Regions from separate parts of the Sus scrofa genome. Here region 1 is linked to region 2. The links are chromatin contacts, called in public HiChIP or PLAC-seq maps. All regions are on one chromosome and are shown on one strand. The core of a region is the stretch at or near the end of the contact, and the rest is flanking DNA. Distances in the headings are between cores, read along the strand shown. Region 1 holds the start of NIM1K (serine/threonine-protein kinase NIM1). Region 2 holds the start of ZNF131 (zinc finger protein 131).

Evidence for each region. HiChIP or PLAC-seq counts read pairs in DNA pulled down with a chosen protein or histone mark.
Region 1: a contact with region 2 is called in an H3K27ac HiChIP or PLAC-seq map of skeletal muscle. The contact joins the promoter of NIM1K here to the promoter of ZNF131 in region 2. A contact is called at or near these places in 5 of 47 Hi-C or Micro-C datasets (brain, epiblast stem cells, fetal heart ventricle and 2 more) and 2 of 2 datasets of contacts at active chromatin or transcription factors (alveolar macrophages and skeletal muscle).

Annotation. Positions count from the first base shown.
Region 1 is chr16:27,856,219-27,861,535 of Sscrofa11.1, forward strand. NIM1K (serine/threonine-protein kinase NIM1) reads left to right here and starts at 1,890. Exons shown (of 5, transcript XM_021077039.1): 1 at 1,890-2,081.
Region 2 is chr16:27,812,328-27,817,873 of Sscrofa11.1, forward strand. ZNF131 (zinc finger protein 131) reads left to right here and starts at 1,647. Exons shown (of 7, transcript XM_021076671.1): 1 at 1,647-1,872; 2 at 2,776-2,914; 3 at 4,080-4,181. The coding sequence starts at 2,791.

The sequences.
Region 1 (5,317 bases), core at 640-3,139, 44 kb after region 2:
AGGCTAGGAGTCAATCGAGCTGTAGTTGCGGGTCTACACCACAGCCACGGCAACACCAGATTCAAGCTGTCACATCTGTGACATACATCACAGCTCACAGCAATGCCAGATTCTTAACCCACTGAGCGAGGCCAGGGATCAAACCCATGTCCTCATGGATACTAGTCATATTCGTTATGGCTGAGCCATGACGGGAACTCCTTAAAAGACTATTCTTTTTAAGAATAATCCTTTGGTCTTTTGAGGAGAAAGTCTCCCTTTAAAGACACACTTTTATCACAGAGAAACTTTATCCTACACAGGTAGATGACAACTCTCATAAAACAAGGAAGCAATTATTCCAGATTCTTGCTTTTCCTGTCAGTCTCAGTGGTCAAATTCGTGGATTCGTGGAGCTGTCCAAGGTTTTATTTCTTGCCGTTTTTGTTCTGGCTCCTTTAATCATCATTCAAAGAGGCAGCAGAGGGAAGTGAGGAAGTGCACCAGACTCCAGTCAGACTGCCGGGTTTGAATCCCAAAACCAGCACTGAACAAGTCATACTGCGACACTGAGCAAGTCAAATAACCTTTCTAGGTCTCATTCTCCTCATCTGTAAAAACAGGGATGCTAATAAGAGCACCTAACTTAAAAAGTTATTATGAGGATTTAATCAGTTACTCTTTGTGAAAGCATTTATAACAATGTCTGTAGGTAGCAAAAACAGGAATCTTTGGGTTCTCTAATTTCTACCATAAGAAGGTTTTTAGGAGTTTCTGTCTTGGCGCAGTGGAAAGGAAACCTACTAGGAACCATGATCTTTCAGGTTCGATCCCTGGCCTTGCTCAGTGGGTTCAACATCCAGTGTTGCCGTGAGCTTCCATGTAGGTCGGCTCGGATCTGGCATTGCTGTGGCTCTGGTGTAGGCCTGCAGATACAGCTCTGATTAGACCCCTAGCCTGGGAACTTCCATATGCTGCACCTGCAGCCCTAAAAAGACAAAAAAAAAAAGGTTTTTAAACTTAGGTTACTTTTCTCCTCAGCTCTTTTGCTTTTGTAAATATGCCCTGGCAACTGTGAATCCAGGATAGAGCAACATGAGGAGGTGGAGAGTGCTCACTGAGCTGTGACCTAAGGTCCCTAGTCTTGGCTCTACCATTACGCAGCTGTGTGACCCTGACTAAGTTAACTGACTTCTCTGTCTTCAATTCCCTCCTCTGTAAAATGAAGGAGTAAATCACCTCAATGCTTTAGTATTCGGTGGGTCACATTCCCTCTTTGTTTGTAAACTGGAAGTTTGACATCTACCATTAGCCAGAGGGTCACAGCTGGGGGGCACACAGGAAAGTGGAGATCCACTGCCTAAGTGCCACCAAAGGAGCCAGGCCAAATGTTTGAGAGGAAATCAGGGCAGAGGGTGGCATTGGCACTTCTTTCTGCAGAGCCTAAACCCTGCCAGACTCACCCGAAGGAGCTCTCACGGTGGTTTGCTAGAAAACTCCCTTTAGTTGGGAAGATTACCGGGTCGAGACTCCCAAGGACACAGAAACCTTTTTGATCAAGAGTATGAAGCGGCTCAGTATGAGGCGTGACTTGATGGGAGCAGTGTCAACCTTCTTTCGGCTGTGTCGCAGTTTCCCGTCCGTGCTCTAGGAGGGGTTCTCTCTGTGGCAGGGCCAAAACCCCCTCCTCGGGAGTCTGCGATGGGTGCCCCTGCAAAGCCAGCTCCCCTTCCTACAGCCCCTCCCTCCTTGCTGCCATAGAAACCAGACTAGAGGTCCAGGCCCGCGCCCAGTTGCCCAACCGGCCTCCCGGTCCCAGCTCTCCCCTCCCCCTCCTCCTCCCCCAGGCCAGCCCCCCTCTCCGGATTGGTCCTTCGGGAAACGCTGTGGGGCCCCTCGGTCCCCTTGGCGGAGCCGAGCCGCGCCGGCGCGCCGGGTTTGCAGCGGCCGCGGTCAGTCAGGTCAACCGCCCCTGACAGCTCCGGGAGCCTCCCGCCCCGCCGCTGCGCCCGGGCACCCACGCAACCCCCGCGCCAGCGCCAACCACCCGGAGCGCCTGACCCTGCGCGGCACTGCCAGTCCGCGAGCTGGGTTCGCCCCAGGTAAGCGAGGGCCGCGGGGCTCGCAGCCAGAGCCCGACCTGGTCGCCTCTTCCTCCGAGTAGCTGCAGACCTGGGTGCTGAGGAGGGGCGCCTCCCCTCCTCACAACCTGAGGGGAAAGGGAGACACAACTCCGGGGAGGGGGGGGCAAACTGGGGTCAGGAGAAGGTTACGTGCTTTTGGGGGCGTCCCCTCCCAGGCCCTTCGCGCGCGAGAGGAGAGGGCGTAAGAGGCAGAGTCCAGGGTGGGCCGGCGGTGCGGCGGGTGCCTGGATGACGCGTGCGCCCAGAGGTGTGTGCGCTTGTGTCCCTGAGTCCCGGCTTGGGGTGGGCACCCTTGTCTGTGTGATCGCCCACACGTGAGGCGGGGAGGGCAGCCCAGCGTTTCGCCCCGTGCACACCAGCTGCGCGCCACCAGCCCCAGCCGGAGCGAACCCAAAACTCGAGAGTTTGTAACCAGGGCGGGGGAACCTGCGTGATCCTGACTTGGCGGTGGGCGGTGGAGACAACTGACAGAGAACGGCCGCGGCCCAGAGGAATGAACCCTCCGCCACACCCCACACGGCTTTGTGCCCTGAAGATGCTTCTTTTGAAAGACTGGGCAAGTAGGGAGAAGCTGTCTCCTCTAACCTGAGGTCCCTTCAGGAATATTGGGAGCTCGAGAATTCCGGGGTACCACCCGGAGAGGATCGCAACAGGGTCTTTAAAACGCCATTTCTCATCAGCTTTTGTGTGCCTGACAGTATCTGAGTGGATGAAGAGGTCAAGGCAACGGATAAAGGTGCTTTTAGTCCTAACACGGGCATCGAAGGTTCAACCGGTGCACTTTTTTCGTCCCTTTCCTCTGTCCCTCCTCCTCAGTTCCTCTCAGCTTTTTTCCCCCTCTCCGCACCCCACCCTCGCCGTTTTCGTCCTCCGGAGTTTATTAGACAAGAGGGTTCTCTATTAGACCCACCCTCCCCCACCCCATTGCTCACCCATTTCAAACCGAGATTGAATGAACCACGTTCTAAGCTCTCACCCGTGCAATCCAGACAAGTTTGGAAATTAAATAAATCGTCTTTGCAGTCGAGGTTGCGGGAAGCCAAAAGGGAGACAAAACCAGACCGAAAAATCGATTCCGAGTTAAGTCAGGATTGGAAAGAGGAATCTAAAATGAGTATTTGTTTATGGCAATATGGTGGGTTTTTTTTTTTTAATGTTTGAAAAATATGTGTCGCTCAAGCTTGCATCATCAGTATTCAATGTGATTCACAGAAGAGCTTCAAAAGATGGTTTCTGTTAGTGTTGCAAAAGCACTTCTAATTTCGGTTCCCATGGTAACTGAAGAAGTCTCCCTGCACTGTTGAGACGCTGCCTGACTGGAACCAGGAACTGTTCTTGAGGAGATCTCCCCACCTTCCCTCATGTTACCATGGTAATAATAATTGAGCCTATAAGATACTTGTTTCTTTAAAGTACTAAAAGCCCAGGACATGTTGTTGTTTAATTCTGTCTTTTCAGAGTTTGCAGTTTGTGAAACGGATCTTCCCTCTCAGACAGCTGAGAGTAAACACTGCCCTCCAGCCAATCAGTCCTGCTGGCCCAGATCTCTTCTCACAGCTTACTGCACTAAGGGAGGGAGAGGAGAGTGTTTGATGTTAAAGGAATCCTGGCCGGGGACCAGATAGCTCTCCCCATTTAGCAATAAATTTGGAATCCTAATTAGCTTTCTAATTAGGAGATGGGGGATGTAGGTGGGAGGCCCAGAAAGAGGCTAATAGGGAAAAAGCTAAGTCCAGCTCTCCATGGACTGGTGTTTTGTGTGGTGTTGAATTTGCCTAGTAAAGTCCTCATGTGTTTATTTTTGGCTTGACCACTGTTAAGTGGTAAGCCTGAGAAAATCTTTTGAGAGGCCTCCTTCTGTGCTAGGAAAAAAATGTGGATAGATATTTAGTTTGAGGTGTGTGCTTTTTTCCCCAATAACTATCTGTATTTAAAATAAAGGCCGTTTTGTGTGAAATCTAAATTTCCCAGTAATAACTACAGATAGGCCATCGAGTCTATTTTTATGCTCTTGGTTTAGCCTTAGGTTTTCAGTTAAGAAGGTTTAATTTGGGTGGAGAGATGGTCTCATTTAAATACTTTTATTAGTAAGTGTTGATGTCTTTAAAGGACTATATTTTTTACACATCCACAATTCCTGAGCATTAAATCCTATAAATTAAACTTATATGTTGATAGCACATAATTGGAAAATTTGAAAACCCCAGACTTAGAGCTTAAAAAAAGAACTTGTCATAGTAAATTAATGTTTTAGCCAAATATCTTGTTCCATTTTGAGAAATGTGAAAAATAAAATATAATGTAAAATCCAACTGCATTCTTTAAATCTCATTACAGCATTTCTCTAGGAACTAAGGAACCTTAATTCATTGGCTGATTTTCTTTCAGTTGTTGAAGGGACAAACTGTTATAAATTTGTTTCATTCTATGGTTGTCATTCTATGGTTGTCATTTCCTATGGTTATTCTAGAAAAATTTCTCTAGAACTTAATTTATAAACCTCACTTGCTGTACAGTGGGAAAATAAAAAATTTTAAAAAATAAATAAATAAATTTCAGGGGAAAAGGAAATATTCAATTTTTTAAGAAGGCAGTAGTCTGGAGTTCCTTTGCGGTGAAGCCGGTTAAGGACCCAGCATTGTCTTTGCAGAGATCTTGGGTCGCTAATGTGGTGTGGATTCAATTCCTGGCTCGGGTGTGGCCAAAATAAGGAGAAGGAGAAGAAGGCAAAAATAGTCTACGATTTGAATGAATCAGGTCACAGTTCATAAATTACTTTCTCTCGAGAACTTCAAAGATAGCTCAGCCGTCATTATACATCCTAAGGCATATTAACCAGTTTTACAGATGGGCAAGTTGCATTCAAAAGACAAGTAATTTCTCAGATGGCCAAAAAACACGTGAAAAGATGTTCAACATCACTCATTATTAGAGAAATGCAAATCAAAACCACTATGAGGTACCACCTTACACCAGCCAGAATGGCCATCATCAAAAAGTCTAAAAACAATAAATGCTGAAGAGGGTGTGGAGAAAAGGGAACCCAATACACTGTTGGTGGGAATGTAAATTGGTGCAACCACTGTGGAAAATAGTACGGAGATTCCTTAGAAAACTAAAAATAGAATTACCATTTGATCCAGCAATCCCACTCCTGGGCATCTATCCAGAGAAAACCATGACTCAAAAAGACA
Region 2 (5,546 bases), core at 397-2,896:
AATTAGACCTATAAGCTACCAGTCTATCATCTCTGCAGATTCTCCTAAAACAATCTCATCCATTTTCGTGGCCTCAATATCCTCTTTATGCTAAAATTTTCCAAATCTCTAAGGTTAGCTCTCTTTTCTAAGCTCCATAGATTCTTATATGAATTACTTAGACGACATCGTCTCCATTTAGCTGTCTCCTTAAAATTATCCTTCCCTGCCTCATCTCTCCCCAGTCAGTTCCTCCAGTTGTACTCCCTATTTTGGTAAATGGTACCAACAACCTACCAGCTCAAGCCAAAAATCTTGAAGCCATCCTTGACTGTTCTCTCTTATATATATAGCCATGAGGTACTTTCCAGACAATGTTGATTCTGTCTCTAGATTCTATCTAGTTTTTTCTTTATATACATGTACTTTTTTCATATTCCATCTAGTTTTCTAATCCCATTTGCCACCATGGTTTCATCTAGATTACTAACACCTTCTCAATAAGTCTTTACTCTTTGTATTTTGTCCCATTTAATCTATTTTCCATATTAGAGCTATAATTCTCTTTTTTTTTTTTGCCCCCCTTGGGGCCACACCCGCAGCATATGGAGGTTCCCAGGCTAGGGGTTGAATCGGAGCTACAGCTGCCAGCCTACACCAGAGCCTCAGCAACACAGGAACCTTGCAGCGTCTGCGACCTACACCACAGCTCAGGACAACACCAGATCCTTAACCCACTGAAAAAGGCCAGGGATGGAACCGGCAACCTCATGGTTCCTAGTCATATTCATTTCCGCTGTGTTACAACGGGAACTCCCTATAATTCTCTTCTTAAACAGAGTTCCCTTGTGGTGCAGCAGATTAAGGATCCAGTGTGGTCACTGCAGCAGCCCTGACCTAGGAATTTCCACAATACATTGAGCCAGGACAAAAAAAAGTAAAATTTACCATGTCGCTTTCCTGCTCAACCTTCAAGACTTTCCATTGTGACTATAAGAAAATCTTAACATCTTCAGCACTTTTTACAAGGCCCCTGTGGGTCTGTCTAGTAACATTCTTTCAGCTCCTGGAATGCTGTAGCCTTGGTGCCTCTTGGCTAAGAACACTCAACTTCATATTGCTTCTTATAGGTCACCAGTTTTCCTTGACTCCCAGATTATCTTGTTCTTCACATCTCATAACACTCGGTAGTCAGCACTCATGCAATTAAATGTTCAAAATGTCTCCTCCATAAACTAAGATTGGGAAGGCAGAAACTACATATGAGTTATTCACTGTTGGATTTCCCAGTCCCTTAAACAGTGCCTTAGCACAACGCCGGCTCTCAATAAATGACTAATGAAATAGTTACATTTACCCTTAATCAATACTAAATTCTTCCCTAATCCCAATCTTCCTTTTGAGAGAAAAGACTAAGCCTTGATCATATCATCTTCAAAAAGTCATTTTTTCAGAGGAATGAATGAATGACTTCAGTTACGTGAGCTGATTATGGGTCAACGGCCTCTTCAAGCGCGCAGATTGGGAAACAGAGAGCTGCAGTAATAGTACTAGGTGTAAAAATCAGAGCAGATGCAGGTCCTGAGCCTAGCAAACATGTGCTACTCGCCGAGCACTGAGAGGGCGGGCACCCGGGAGGAAGATCCTAGGCGGCCGGAACGTGCTCGCGCCCGTGGCCGCCGCAGCCGGCGCGGCGGCCACCCGGGTCTCGGAGCGAGCGCACGTGCGCCGGCCGGACCCAAGCGGAGAGAGCTCCGACACTCGCAGGAAATGGCGGGCGAGGCGTCGTTTAGGGGTAGGGAAAAGCGTGGGGCGAGTCACACCCCAAGAGGGGAGAGCAGAGAAGGAAAGGCTTTCGGGGACGGAAAGGAGAGAGGGAGGATCGTGAGCTAGGTAAGGCGGCCGGACCTAGGCCTTGGGAGGGAAGGGGGCGGGGCGGGACTGGGGGCGGTTAAGCAAAAGCACACTGGGAACCGGTTGCGAGTTTATTCTGAGGTCCGGGTTGGAAGTGTTCACACCTGGAATCAGACGTGGGCGTGGGTGGAAGGTGGGGCTCCACTCAGGACAAAGCCAGGCCCTATACCGGCTCAACCCAACCACACCCGCACTTCCTCCTTCCAGAGCTGGCGCCCTCGGCTCCGCGAGCGCCAAATCCTCTCCGTTAGCTCCGCCCTGCCACTACAAGAGGGCGGGTGGGGGCGTAGCTCAGTGGGTCGGCGCTCAGTAGGCGTCCGCGTCAGCCGGAGCACGACGCGGTGACGCAGCACGTCGACGTAAGTGACGCGCAAGCCCGGGCCGCTCCTCCTTCCCTGAGTGAGTGCCGGCCCGGTCGGGGCGGGGGAGAAGAGGGAGGGCGGGGGAGGGAGAGGCGACCCGGGAGTCGTTGTGGGCCGCGGGCCGGACCGGGTCCCGGGGCGGTGGAAGCCAGGGCCGGGCCGAAGGGCTTGGCGGGCCGTTAGAGGGCCGCGGCGGCTGTCGGGTCCCCTCCCCTGCCGGACTTGCGCGCCCCAGCGCCCGGAGCCTCCGGCGCTGTGCCCACCCCGCTCCAGCTCGCGTCTCCCGACTCCAATTAGGTCAGGCTCGGAGTCCCGCGGCCGCGGCTCCGGCGCCCTACGCGCGGCGGCCGCCCGGCTCGCCTTTCTTTCTTCACTCGTTTTCCTCTCCTCTTGCCTCACCCTCCCCCCTTCTTTTCACGTTGCTGGGTTTTGTTTTTTTGTTGTTGTTGTTTTATGCTTTAGGGGTTTTGTTCCTCAGCCCGAGCTCATGAGTGTACATTATCATGCTCCTCTTTTGTAGAGCAACCCGACGGCCATGGAGGCCGAAGAGACGATGGAATGCCTTCAGGAGTTCCCTGAACATCATAAAATGATCCTGGACCGATTGAATGAACAGCGAGAGCAGGACCGGTTTACTGACATCACCTTGATTGTCGACGGTGGGTACGGTGGTGGGCTGAGGAGCGAATTGTGGCTTCAGTTCTCATCTCCCTTTCCTCCACCCGCCTTTTTTACCCACCTTCTAAGGACTCTGTATCTAAAGTCTGCGGGGGGTGTGCACTTAAATGTCCCCTCACGGTAGACCATGCTGCAGAAGGCTGGTCACGCTTTCAACATAAACATGGCATTTTAACAACTTGCAGCCTTTTGAAGTGTTTCCCATTGCACACATTAGTGCACCATGATGGTATTGGGATAGGGAGGATGTCTCCAAATGTTCGGTTAGTGGAGTTCTGATGATAAACTGCTTTGAGAAGTCTCACAGGAGTCATTTGGGGAGTGTTGATTCTAGTTTCCCACATAGTCTTAGAGGGAAAATGTGAGAGATGACTTTGTAACACTGGTACAACGTTTTTTAACCCCCCCAAATAAAATAGTTTTTTACCAGTCTTGGGAGTTGTTGTTATAATGGAGGAATACTTAGAGTATTTTTCCTATTTACTGAAAATAGACTAAGGCAAACTTTTTTATAATAGGTTTGCTGTAGATTGAGTTTCCAAATATTAGGCATATTAAAATGTTTTCCATAGTAAACACATCCAGCTTGGTGCTTATTCTGTGGCTTTTTCTTTTCTTTTCCAGTGATGTATATAACCTTTTGGGTTGTATTGATATTAGCAATTTCAATTGAATTGCTTGAGGCTTTGACTTAAGCAGTAGGAGGTTCCTTTATTTTCTGAAATATTGTGAGGTGGCCTATGAAAAACTGACTTAAGGCCTTTGAGGTAAAGATCTGGCTTCATGTCTAATTGAGATTAAAATTTGTCAAGATAGCTGCCAGAGTATAGTTTTATAATTACATTAAGAAAGATCTATTTTAGGAGTTCCCCCTGTGGCGCAGAGGGTCAAGGATCTGGTGGTGTCTCTGTGGCAGTGCCTGTTCAAATCCCCAGCCTGGCACAGTGGGTTAAGGATCCTGCATTGCCACAGCTGTGGCATGTGTCACAGCTGCTGCTCAGATTCAGTCCCTGGCCCAGGAACTTCCATATTCCGCGGGTACGGCTGATAAAGAAAGATCTGTTTTACTTTAATTTTATATTATGTTTTCTATTTGGTTTTTGTGACAATGGATGATTTTATTTTGTTTTTCTTTTTTTCCTCTAGGACACCATTTTAAGGCCCACAAGGCTGTTTTGGCTGCTTGCAGCAAGTTCTTCTACAAATTCTTTCAGGAGTTTACTCAGGAACCTTTGGTGGAGATAGAAGGTAGATGCTTATTTTATTTTAAATATAGTATTTAGCAAACATAATTTGATGTTTTATGCAGTTAATTTAGCAAGATACCTTGGGAAACAGCCATCAGTTGTTTCCATTAGGTGACTGGACAAATTGTTCTTTTGACACCTGAGAATTCTTACTTTTAGTAACATGCTTGGTAAAATAATTTCAGGAAAAAATTATTATGTTAAATGGTATTTGTTTTCTTAAAGGAGTCTTTTTTTTTTTTTTTTAGGGCCGCACCCACAGCGTATGGAGGTTCCCAGGCGAAGGGTCGAATCAGAGTTTTAGCCACCAGCCTACACCAGAGCCACAGCTACACGGAATCCAGCCACATCTGCAACCTATACCACAGCTCATGGCAACACCAGATCCTTAACCCACTGCACGAGGCCAGGGATTCAACTTGAGTCCTCATGGATACTAGCCAGGTTCGTTAACCACTGAGCCACGATGGGAACTCCTTAAAGGAGTCTTTTTCATTGCTGAAAACCAGTAGCCATTGTCTTTTGAAAACATGTGTTAAACGTGAGTTTCCATCTTATTTCATGGGTTTGTTTCAGACTAGTGGAGATGCTGCTGCAGGCCTCTCCTTGCAACATTGCAGATGATATACACAGTGTGAAGTGGGCTGCCATAATATGGAAAAAGCTAGGAAAGATGACTTGAAGTAGCATTCAGAAGTTCTAGTGGATATAGGAGTTCCCGTCATGGCTCAGGGGATGATGTATCTGACTAGGGTCCATGAGGATGCAGGTTTGATCCCTGGCCTTGCTCAGTGGGTTAAGGGTCTGGCATTGCCGTGAGCTGTGGTATAGGTCGCAGATGCAGCTCGGATCCTGTGTTGCTGTGGCTGTGGCATAGGCCAGCAGCTACAGCTCCAATTTAACTCCTAGCCTAGGAATGTCCATATGCAGCCCTAAAAAGCAAAAAAAAAAAGTTCTAGTGGCTATAGAGGGTCTGGGATGGAAAGGGTCATCCACTAGATATTATCTTGAAATAGAAATTTTTATACCTCACTTTTTGTAATAATAGACCACCAAGTGTCAGGTGTCATACTATGTAGTTTGTGTGCATTTCCTGAGGTTCACAGCAGTCTTTTGAAGTAAGTGGTTTTATTTCCAATTTATACAACAGGGAACATGCTCCAAAAGGTTACTTGCCTAAGGTTGCCCAGCTAGCAAAGGATTCAGTTTGTGCTGTTAATTCCCATGCTTTAATTTACTGCTGCTACAGTAATTGGCCACCCCTCTCCCCCCAATCTAAAATTGTAGGAAATAAATGAGCTTTCCTACATAAATACAGAATTTTAGCTTCTTGGTCAGTGTTCTTGAGTTTTGGTTTTGTATCTCT